Regions from separate parts of the Sus scrofa genome. Here region 2 is linked to region 1. A link is a contact called in public Hi-C data. All regions are on one chromosome and are shown on one strand. The core of a region is the stretch at or near the end of the contact, and the rest is flanking DNA. Distances in the headings are between cores, read along the strand shown.

Region 1 (5,328 bases), core at 2,204-4,703:
TCCAATGAATGTGCAAAAATAGAGGTTGGCTGGCTGATGCCCCGACTCAGCAAAGAATCTGCAACCTTTGCGTTTCCAGCCCCGATGAACTGACCCCACTTCCTCTCCTTCTTTCTCCCCAGAGCTGTGCTCCTCACCCTTGGAGAAAGGAGGGAGCTCTGCAGCTTCTCCAGAAGAAATGGCCCATCATATCCTGCCCTTGGTAACTTAAGAGAGAAGCGCTGTGACAAGAGGAGAAATTTAAACTACAGGGAAGACATGAACAGTCAAGTGGGCCTGCATTCATAGCCCTCCCGGGTTCCACACCCACAGACACAACTGGTTGTATTTTAAATCCCCTGCCCCAAAGCTGAGAAAAGTGAGCTTCTCTCCTGAAAAGTGAGCTGCTCAAACAAGTGGTAACTAAGAATTATAAAAAATAAATAAACAGAAACCTGAATTAATTAGAAAAATTCTATTTAATATCTATTCTAAGAAAAAATGGATAATACAAATAAAAGAAGAATTTCTTTTTTTCTTTTTGGGCTGCTCCTGAGGCACATGGAAGTTCCCGAGCCAGGGACTGAATCTTAGCTAGCGCTGCGACCTATGCCACAGCTGCGGCAATGCTGGATCCTTCACCCACCACACCGGGCTAGGGATCAAACCGGCAATGCCACAGAGACAAGTCAGATCATTAGCCCATTGCGCCACAGCAGAAACTCCAAAGAAGAATTTTTCATTGGGAGTTCCCATCGTGGCGCAACGGAAACAATCCAACTAGGAACCATGAGGATGCAGGTTCAATCCCTGGTCTCACTCACTGGGTTGAGGATCCAGTGTTGCCGTGAGCTATGGTGTAGGTCACTGATGCTGCTTGGATCTGGCATTGCTGTGGCTGTGGTATAGGCCAGCGGCTATAGCTCCAATTGGACCCCTAGCCTAGGAACTTCCATATGGGTGTGACCTTAAAAAGACAAAAAAAAAAAAAAAAAAAAAAAAAAGAATTTTTCATTACAAAAATACTCATAGAAAGAATACACATTAAAAACTCAGTCTAACCACACTTCAATATTCTTTGTGTCAGCCATAATACTTAAATAATTCTAGGCATTACTGCAGCTTTTCACTATGTATCTTTGCGATTATAGTCAAAAAATGTTTTCAACTTCAGGTAATCATGCCTCCCTCAAGGAAGACCACCGTTACATCAGACTGTTTCTCGAATCTTTCTAAGCCATTGTGTCATTTCACTAATACTTCTCAGATTTTATAGGGCAGCTGATTCTGAAGAATATTTGTAGGGAAGTTGACTAATTAAACAGGAACTTTGCAAGGTTTTCAATACTTTCTAATGATTAAAGTTAGAATTCTTTTTTTTAATGTTTTCATTGTAAATTTATCATAAAATATATTAAAAAAAATTTTTTTTTGCCAAAAAAAAAGAGAGAGAGAGAGTGAAAGAGAGAAAGTTGGAGACCAGAAGGGGGAGCTCTCACACCCTGTGACCAAAGCCTAGTCCAAAAGGAAGAACAAAGACTCCTCTTCTTTCCTGGAAAAGACTCAGCCAATGAAAAGCCCTGGACTGCTTGTTTACCACAGTCCTCCCCACTTTCTTTTCTCCTCTATAAAAGCATCCTCCTTCCTTTGCTGTGGGAGGACTTATATGTGGCTCACTATAGTTGCAGACAGATCCCAAATTGCAATTTTCTGCTGATTCCTAGTAAACCCATTTTTGCTGGGACACATCTGGCAGTCTGTTTATTTCAAATCAACAGAAGTACAGCCAAAGACAGAGGCCAATCAACCAGGGTTAGGGATGTGTGTGCTAGGGGAAGCCATGACCAAAATGAGCCTAATCTTGAGAACTTCTGGAGGTCCTCGATACCCCTGGCAGTCAGCTCCAGCCACCCCATTACTGCCTTCCTCTGCCCTTAGCCTCAGCCTCCATCTCCCCATCTGGAAAACTGGACATGCTGCTGCCACATGGCTGTGTGGTAAATAAAGAAGGAGAGGAAGTCCTCAAAAAGCAAACTGTACACTATTAATCAAGGTGATTACTGGAACAACCTTCCAAAAGTTATAAGCTTCCATTTGATAAAAAGCCATTATCGATGAACAACCCATTATATATCAGCCAGCAAATGTCTTAAACCTTTCAATGCTCAATGAATGATGGGATTTTGGTTTTTAATAATAAAACTGGAATTCTCCTGCACTTGAATGAGTCGTACCTGCCTCTGGGCAGCGTGGCCGTTGGCTGACTTGCAGAAACAGCAGAAATCTGGGCAGAGCCTTCACTTGGAAATCCGAGCCCTTCTGAAGTCCAAACCCCAGTCGAGCTCTTATGAAGTCCAAACCCCAGTTTAACCAGAGGGTGGCACTTACTGTGAAGGGACTTATCCCTGACCAGGCAGGGGGTGACAGAGAGGCCCTGGTGGCCTAGCAGTTAAGGATTCAGCATTGTTACTGCAGTGGCTCAGGTTCAGTCTGTGGCCTGGGAACTTCTGCATACTATGGGCGTGGCAAAAAAATAAAAAATAAAAATAGAACTGTTGCATAATTCAGCCATCCCACTTGTGAGTACATACCCAAAAGAACTGAAAGGGGGTCTCAAAGACATATTTGTCCACCCTTGTTCATAGCAGCATTACTCACAATACCAAAAGGTGGAAGCAATCCAAGTATCCAACAACAGAGGAATGGATAAACAAAATGTTGGCTATACATACAATGGAATATCATTTACCCTTAAAGGGAAGGAAATTCTGACACCTGCTACAACATGGGTGAACCTTGAGGATGTTATGCTCAGTGAAACAAGCCAGATACACAAAGGAAAACTACTATGTGATTCCACTTATATGAGGTATTTAGAGTAATCAAATTCATAGGGATAGAAAGTGGTGTGATGATTTGCAGGGAAAGGGCAATGAGGAGTTAGCGGGTTTTTTGGGTTTGGTTTTGTCTTTTTAGGGCTGCACCCATGACATATGAAGATTCCCAGGCTAGGGGTCGAATCGGAGCTGTAGCTGCCAACCTATACCACAGCCATAGCAACACAGGATCCAAGCCACGTCTGCGACCTACACCACAGCTCACAGAAACGGAAGTTAGTGTTTAATGGACATAGTGTTTCCATCTTACAAGAGGAAAACTTATGGAGATGGATGGTGGTGATGGCCACACCATATGAATGTATTAAATACCACTGAATATACACCTAAAATGGCTAAGATGTAAATTTTATGTTGTATATTTTGCCACAATTTTTTAACTTGCCACAGATGTTAAAAGCACCCAATCCTTACTGCCCCATCTCTGACTAGATCACACTTTGTTTTGCTGTGATGTGTCTGCTCTTCAGCTCCACATCCATCTGGTGCCAATTTTATTAATGGCAGAGTGAGATCAGATCAACTTTCCTCCAGGGAAAGAACAAACCCAAGAAACAGGCAACTTGCCAGGACAAAAGAATAGGAAAATAAGCCACCATTGGTTCAGAAGGTGCTGGCTCGGCCCTGTAGCCGGGACCTTCTGAAATCTACCATTTGGGGGAAGGGGGAGGGGGTAGGATGGAAGGAGAACCAGGTTACAATCCAAAAAATGTATGATCACTGTCCTTCCGGGTTCTAAATGTTTCTTTCGATGAGTCACAAAGGTTAGCTGAGAGGCTCTTAAATTAAAAACCCACAGGGTTTTCCTTTTATAGACTGTCCTCAGGAGACCTCTCACTGCATGTTCCCTCTGTCCTCAGCCCCAACTGGCAGCTGCTCTAAGCATGCATGTTTACAGAAATACCAGTAGTTATTGCATGTTCCCTTCCATGTGATTAAGCATTGCCATAAAGCCTGGGCTGGATTAGAAATAGATCTTTCCCTTCTGAGAAAGGCTGAGTGGGGCAAAGCCGGCAGCCATGGTGTGTGTCTTGTGCCACCTACTGGCCACTCATGGGATCACATAGAAAACGCCCAAAGGGTGGACAGGGCTTGGCATATTATGGTGGTCTGTCCTAAAGAGAAAGAAGAGAAAACACAGTCTGATCTCACTGCTGCTCATGGCATTTCAGCATTTGGGTTTTGTTTTTGGGGTTTTTTTTTTTTTTTTTTTTTGCTGCCCCCATGGCATGTGGAGGGTGGAGGTTCCCAGGCCAGGAATCAAACCCACACCACAGCAGCAACCTGAGCCACTGCAAAGGCAATGCCAGATCCTTGATCCACTGCACCACCACCAGAAAACTCCCGTCTCACCATATTTAAAAGCATGTCTTACTCCAAAGGAGAGCAGCCTCCTGTCTACTGTGAGGCTGGGTAGCATTGCCTCCTCATCACATGATTGATTTGACAAGAGCAGGGAGCTTAATGTATGGTCAGCCTGCAAGGGCAGCTGGGAGTGAAATCCAGATTTTGAGAGAGAATCAATTACTTGTTTTAGGTCTCCTTATCCTCAGATTTTTCTTGGAGGCCACAGCCTGCCTGCTGCAAAGATTAAAAATAACACCCCCATTAAAAAAATGAAAAAATAATAATACCCACATATCTCTATTTAGCACTTTTGTCTTTCTAAGCTCTCTGGTAGCTGTTTTCCTGTCATATCTCTGTTGCTAACCCTGAAACAGAGGGTTTGGGCTGTTTCCCCCAAAGTCTGAAGCAGAATCGGGACAGAAATTCCATGTGCTGACACCCTTGTCATATACACCCTTGGGACTGAGCCACCTGAAAGAAAGAAGCTGGGATTCAAAGGAAGTTGGAAGCTGGGACTAATAAAAAGTTCTTGTGAATGGTCCCCATCCTGATAATTTCCTTTCTCTTTGACTTTAAAACAAATCTGGGAGCTCAGCATGTTAAGAACCCAACATAGTGTCCAAAAGGATGTAGTTTTGATCCCTGGCCTTGCCTGATGGGTTAAGTATCCGGCATTGCTGCAAGCTGAAGCATAGGTCATAGACGCTACACGGATCTGATGTTGCTGTGGCTGTGGTGCAGGCTGGCAGCTGCAACTCTGATTCAGCCCCTTGCCTGGGAACTTCCATATGCCACAGGTGCGTACCTAAAAAAAAAAAAAAAAAAAGTGTTTCCAGCTGGTGCCTGATGGGGGAAAGGAGGTACTGGGAGGAGGACAAAGGCTTGAGATGGTGGCTTGAATGGAGTGGAGTAAACCCATCCAAGGATGACAGCACCTGGGGATGCCAGAAACCCACAGAGGAAGCACCACAGAAGAGCACAGGTATTTGGAGTCTACACTGAAGCTCAAACAGAAGTCCCCGCAGTTCCTCCCTCAGTGTATCATCTATTCATTCACCAAATATTCATTGAGTGTCTGCTTGCTAGCAGCCCTGTGGATTCACCA
Region 2 (5,215 bases), core at 1,601-4,100, 88 kb before region 1:
AGGGTGCTAATCAGATGCTAGGGGATTATCCTGAATGACCCAGGGGGACCCAACATCATCATGTGAGCTAGTAAAAGCAAAAGAGGGAGGCAGAAGAATTGGTCGGAGATGTGGTGTGAAGGACTGGATGCCCCATTGCTGGCTTTGAAGACGGAGGAAGGTGTCACACACAAGTTATGGAATGCAAGGTCCTCTGGAGGCTTGAAAAGGCCCTCCATTTACAGCCAGCAAGAAAGTGGGGAGCCCAGTCCTACAACCACAAAGAACTGGGTCTGGCCAACAGCCCAAATGAGCAAGGAAACTGATTCTTCCCTCCAGCCTCCAGAAAGGAACATGATAATAATTGTTACACTTTGATTTTCGCATGGTGAGACCCACATCAGACTTTTGATTTCCAGCTCTACGATAATAAATTTGTGTGGGGTTTTTTTGTGTGTTTTGTTTGGTTGGTTTCTTGGCCACACCTGTTCCCAGTCCAGGAATCGAACCCACACCACCGCCGTAAGCAGAACAGAGACAACGCTGGATCCTTAACCTGCTGAGCCACCAAGGAACTCCAAATTTGTGTTGTTTTAAGCCATGGAGGCTGTGGAGGTTTGTTATGGCAACAATAGAAACTAATACAGATAGTCATCATGCATGGTACAGATCTAAGCTGACTGTGTTTTATGTGGGATCATGTTTAATCTTCACTATTGCCCTGTTGGGTAAGAGCTACTGTCATCATCTCTATTTTATAGAATGGGAGACCATGTCAGAAAGACACATGACTTTCCCAAGATCACACAGCCACTAAGTAGGGAGAAGGAACTGGATTCCAAACTGATCAGAATTGGAGATTGTCATTCAGCTCCTATGCAGTTGCGCCTTCCCAGGTCCCAGGGCCAGCACAGGACCACAAAACAACTGTTGGTCCTCTAAAGGACACACACACTCATGCACATCCAGAGTAGTAACATCTGGCCATCTTTTGCTACTCCACTGTTCTGCTGACTAATCCTGAGGTCATTTTTATAGACTCTCTGTTTATGTGGTTTGGTTATGAGATCACTTAGAATTTTTCTGTTTTCTAGGTTCACTTGACATAAACCGGGGGAAAGGGTCTCCAAGTTCAACAGCTGCTTCAGTAGGGAAAAGCATCACGTAGAAGGTTGCTATGCCACTTCAGAAAGGGCTAGAACCAAAGCCCACACTCCCCGGCCACTCCCTGCCATGGGAAATCGAATCCCCTGGCTTTAACAAAACTCATCCTCTGAAGAATAACTTTTTTGAAGTCCAGCAAATCAGAGAGAAATCTAGAAGACTTTGGTTAAAGGAGAGGGTAAAAAAGAATCTCTGATGGGTGGCGTGGTTTCTTTTACTGTCTAAGGAAGATCAAGATAACAAACATCACAAAAATGGTGAATTGACAGCAAGGAGGCACAACCTCTGACATTTGTCGCTAATTCTCAGAATTCTAAAATGAAATAACAGTCATCATAATAAACCATGGTTTTGCAGACTGCCATCTACTGAGTGACAAAAGGGGTTTCACCCAATGTTAATCCCTCAGTGACTTCTCGTTTTTCATAATTGATGGTATTTCCTCCTTTTACAGAGAGCAGTCATGACACAGCAACCGTGACCCATGGAGGGGCCTTGGTGTTGTAGGAAGACCCACCAGATAGATCACTGCCTTCCCTCAGGACTTTGCTGCAGTTGCCACAGGAAATACCTCTTTGGATTTAAAAGAAGGAAACCTGTGATTTTGTGAAATGAAAGCAATCCCAGGACTGAAGAATCTTTCCATTCAGCAAATAATAAATTAGGAAAGCGTTCCTCAAAGAGTTCTTCCCCTCCCCCACCACCCCTGGCCACTATCCAAAAGCAGAGCGTTCCTACGTTTTCTTAAGCAGAAACAGCGTAAAGCAAAGAATCAGCTACCTCAGGACCCATCTTGCTAATAGAGGCATTTAAAATGGAAATCAAGTGCAGAGTCTCACAGACCCAGTTCAAAGCTATGGCGGCTTGGCACTGAGATGCTGAGTGTAGTTCCAGGCCAAGGCGCTTGGTGGTGCTACTCTAGCTGCTGGGCGTGTGCTGCCTGGTAACAGCTCACTGCGAAACACACACTGATCGTGATTTTCATTTTTTGTCTTTTTGCAAAAATCCTCTTGGGATTTCTTTCTATTAGCAAAAACAGGTACTACTGTAGGCCTTTTGTAAAGGTGAAATGGCATAAATTGAACTTTCTAAAAGTGGGGCATGCCTGTAATGGTTTTTCCATGAGGCCCATGCTGGCAACTTCATCACCTGGGAACCCTGGGGGCGTCAGAAGAGATGACTTTCACACTTAGATTCTTCCTGTGATTGCTGAAGTAAAGAGAGAAATCACAGTCTGACTTGTTAATCAAACATTTCCAGGCCAAAAGGAAAGGAAGAAAAGGATATGAAGTATTTATCATGTCTCAGTAACGATACCAACCCTTAACATGAATTAAGTTGGCTACTCTGTTCTGCCCATTGCATGTGCCATATCATTTATTATTCACAGCAATGACACAAGTCCCCAGCATACAGAAGGAAAAACAGAGCCTATGGCAGGTTTCTGTCCCAAGGCACCTCAATTAGTGGACCAGGAAGTCCAGATTTGAAGCCAGGGACATTTTCATACATATCCACTGCTGCAATTGTTGCAGATGAGGAATATTCACCATTGACTTTCTGAGGAGTCCACCAAAGGTCACAAGGAGACAAGGTTGAAAACAACAACATCTTTCGCCCAAATGAAACAAGGTTCAAGAAGGTACCCACAGAGCAGGAAAAGGCTGCCATGGAAAGGACTTCCTACTTGCAAGTTAGCAACAGACAGCTATGGGTTTATCTCACAGTAGGCTGAACAGATGGGGCAGTCAGAGTCTCACAGGCCCTCAGTGGACTGAAACAAGGAAAATACAAGAAGCCAAAAGAAGAAGTATAGCTGCTGAGGGCTGTGAATAGGAGGCTGAAAGTGAGCTTTGCTAGGTGAGTTTTCAAGAGCCCAGGCAAGCCCCAAATCACAGCTGTACACAGCACTCTCCAAACAAACAGACCTTCCTTTTGCCCGGAAACCTTTTTACCTTCTAAGTCTGAGAGACCTGATATCCAGACCAGAAATGCAAAGCACAGGGACATGGGGAGGGGTGGAGTCAGAAAAGGGAAGCTGAGCCAAGTTCCTTTCTTTTCCCCATAAGTTAGTAACCAACATGCAAGGAAGAGCTTTTAAGCAATCTGCTCCCCTTCCTTTTAAAAACAATCTCTTGGAGTTCCCGTCGTGGCGCAGTGGTTAACGAATCTGACTAGGAACCATGAGGTTGCGGGTTCGGTTGCCGTGAGCTGTGGTGTAGGTTGCAGACGCGGCTCAGATCCCGCGTTGCTGTGGCTCTGGCGTAGGCCAGTGGCTAGATCTCCGACTCGACCCCTAGCCTGGGAACCTCCATATGCCGTGGGAGCGGCCCAAAGAAACAGCAAAAAGACTAAATAAATAAATAAATAAATAAAAACAATCTCTTTCCCACCACTGCGTATAAACTACATCTTGAGAAAAAGAAGTTTCCACTTGATGAGACAATTGTGCCATGGAGCTCCCTCTGTCCTGGGAACAATACAGGAACAACGTTCCTTTATTCATGATACACTGAGTTCCCAACATGTGCCAGATGTTCTATCAGGCACTTGGGGGTCAAGTAGAGGTGAAGAAGGCAGCACACAGGAAGCCACACAACTATGCAGATATGCAGCAGGGCAAAGATGCTAACTTGTTGCTGTGGAGCACAGGAAACGTCTGATCTGGGGTGGAGCAGGGCAACCAGTCATGGCCTTACTCTTGGATGTGAGGAAATGGTGGAGAAACAGGCAAGTCTGTCCTGTCTGGAATCCCTGAGATGAGCCAAGAAGTTACCAAAATGGTTCACTTCAGAGCTCTGTGCACAGACCCTTTGTTTCCAGGCATCTTGTAGACCAGCAGAGTCAGAAGAGGACCCTAAGATATTCTATAGCAGTCCCCTCCAGTTACAAGTGAAGAACGTGACCTGAAGAAAGAGGCCCCAAGTGAGTTTCAGGGACCTGTTCAAGAACACTAGATGACTGTCAGATCAAAAGCTGAAGCCCACTTATCTTCAGTTTGCCTTGATCATTCATTTGGTCTCATCCATCCGCCTACCCATCCATTCATTGAAAGATTTACTAAAATGTTTCATTGAAATATTTACAGAACACTGATTCCATGCCAAGAATTGGCCTTACCTCATCATCTCGCTAGAACAAAAGAATCTAGGATTCATATGAAAATAAACTTCACTACTACTATTTCAAATTTATTAAACATCAGAAGTGTTTGTTGTCACTTTTATCATTTGGTGTGTCCCTGATTTGACCTCAATCTAAACACCTACTGGGAAAGGATTCGAGGGAAAGCATTGACAGCATCTTCTATGGTATCCTATGGTAAAACTACAGAAAAATGAAGATCAAAAAAATTTATTTTTTATTTTATTTTATTTTTATTTTTTTCCACTATACAGCATGGGGGCCAAGTTACACATACATGTATACATAATTTTTCCTCCCATTGTCATGTTGTGATGTAAGTATCTAGACATAGTTCTCAGTACCGCAGAGCAGGATCTCATTATAAATCCATTCCAAGAGCAATAGTTTGTATCCATTAACCCTAAGCTCTGGATCCCTCCCACTCCCTCCCTCTCCCCCTGGGCAGCCACAAGTCTATTCTCCAAGTCCATGATTTTCTTTTCTGTGGAAAGGTTCATTTGTGCTAGATATTAGATTCCAGTTATAAGTGATATCATATGGTATTTGTCTTTCTCTTTCTGACTTATTTCACTCAGGATGAGAGTCTCTAGTTCCATCCATGTTGCTGCAAATGGCATTATTTTGTTCTTTTTTATGGCTGAATAGTATTCCATTGTGTATATATATATATATATATATATATATATATATATATATATATATATATATATACCACTTCTTCCTAATCCAATTGTCTGTTGATGGACATTACATTTGGGTTGTTTCCATGTCTTGGCTATTGTGAATAGAGCTGCAATGAACATGCGGGTGCATGTGTCTCTTTTAAGTAGAGTTTTGTCCGGATATATGCCCAAGAGTGGGACTCCTTGAATATGGTAGTTCTATATATAGATATCTAATGCACATCCATACTGTTCTCCATAGT

The links. A called contact is a pair of places that touch in the nucleus more often than the background predicts.
Region 2: a Hi-C map of retroperitoneal adipose tissue shows a contact between it and region 1, with 1.8 times the contacts expected there. The contact joins two enhancer-like sites. A contact is called at or near these places in 10 of 47 Hi-C or Micro-C datasets (adipocytes, alveolar macrophages, blood and 6 more) and 1 of 2 datasets of contacts at active chromatin or transcription factors (skeletal muscle).

Annotation. Positions count from the first base shown.
Region 1 is chr3:44,627,381-44,632,708 of Sscrofa11.1, reverse strand. No RefSeq gene overlaps it. Among named protein-coding and RNA genes, the nearest start is that of ANAPC1, 150 kb to the right of the region's middle. Within about 2 kb of position 3,453, at least 30 of the 83 cell types and tissues checked have an H3K27ac peak or open chromatin away from gene starts, as enhancers often do. A contact at or near this core is called in alveolar macrophages and retroperitoneal adipose tissue, where this site is marked.
Region 2 is chr3:44,715,201-44,720,415 of Sscrofa11.1, reverse strand. No RefSeq gene overlaps it. Among named protein-coding and RNA genes, the nearest start is that of ANAPC1, 230 kb to the right of the region's middle. Within about 2 kb of position 2,850, at least 13 of the 83 cell types and tissues checked have an H3K27ac peak or open chromatin away from gene starts, as enhancers often do. A contact at or near this core is called in alveolar macrophages and retroperitoneal adipose tissue, where this site is marked.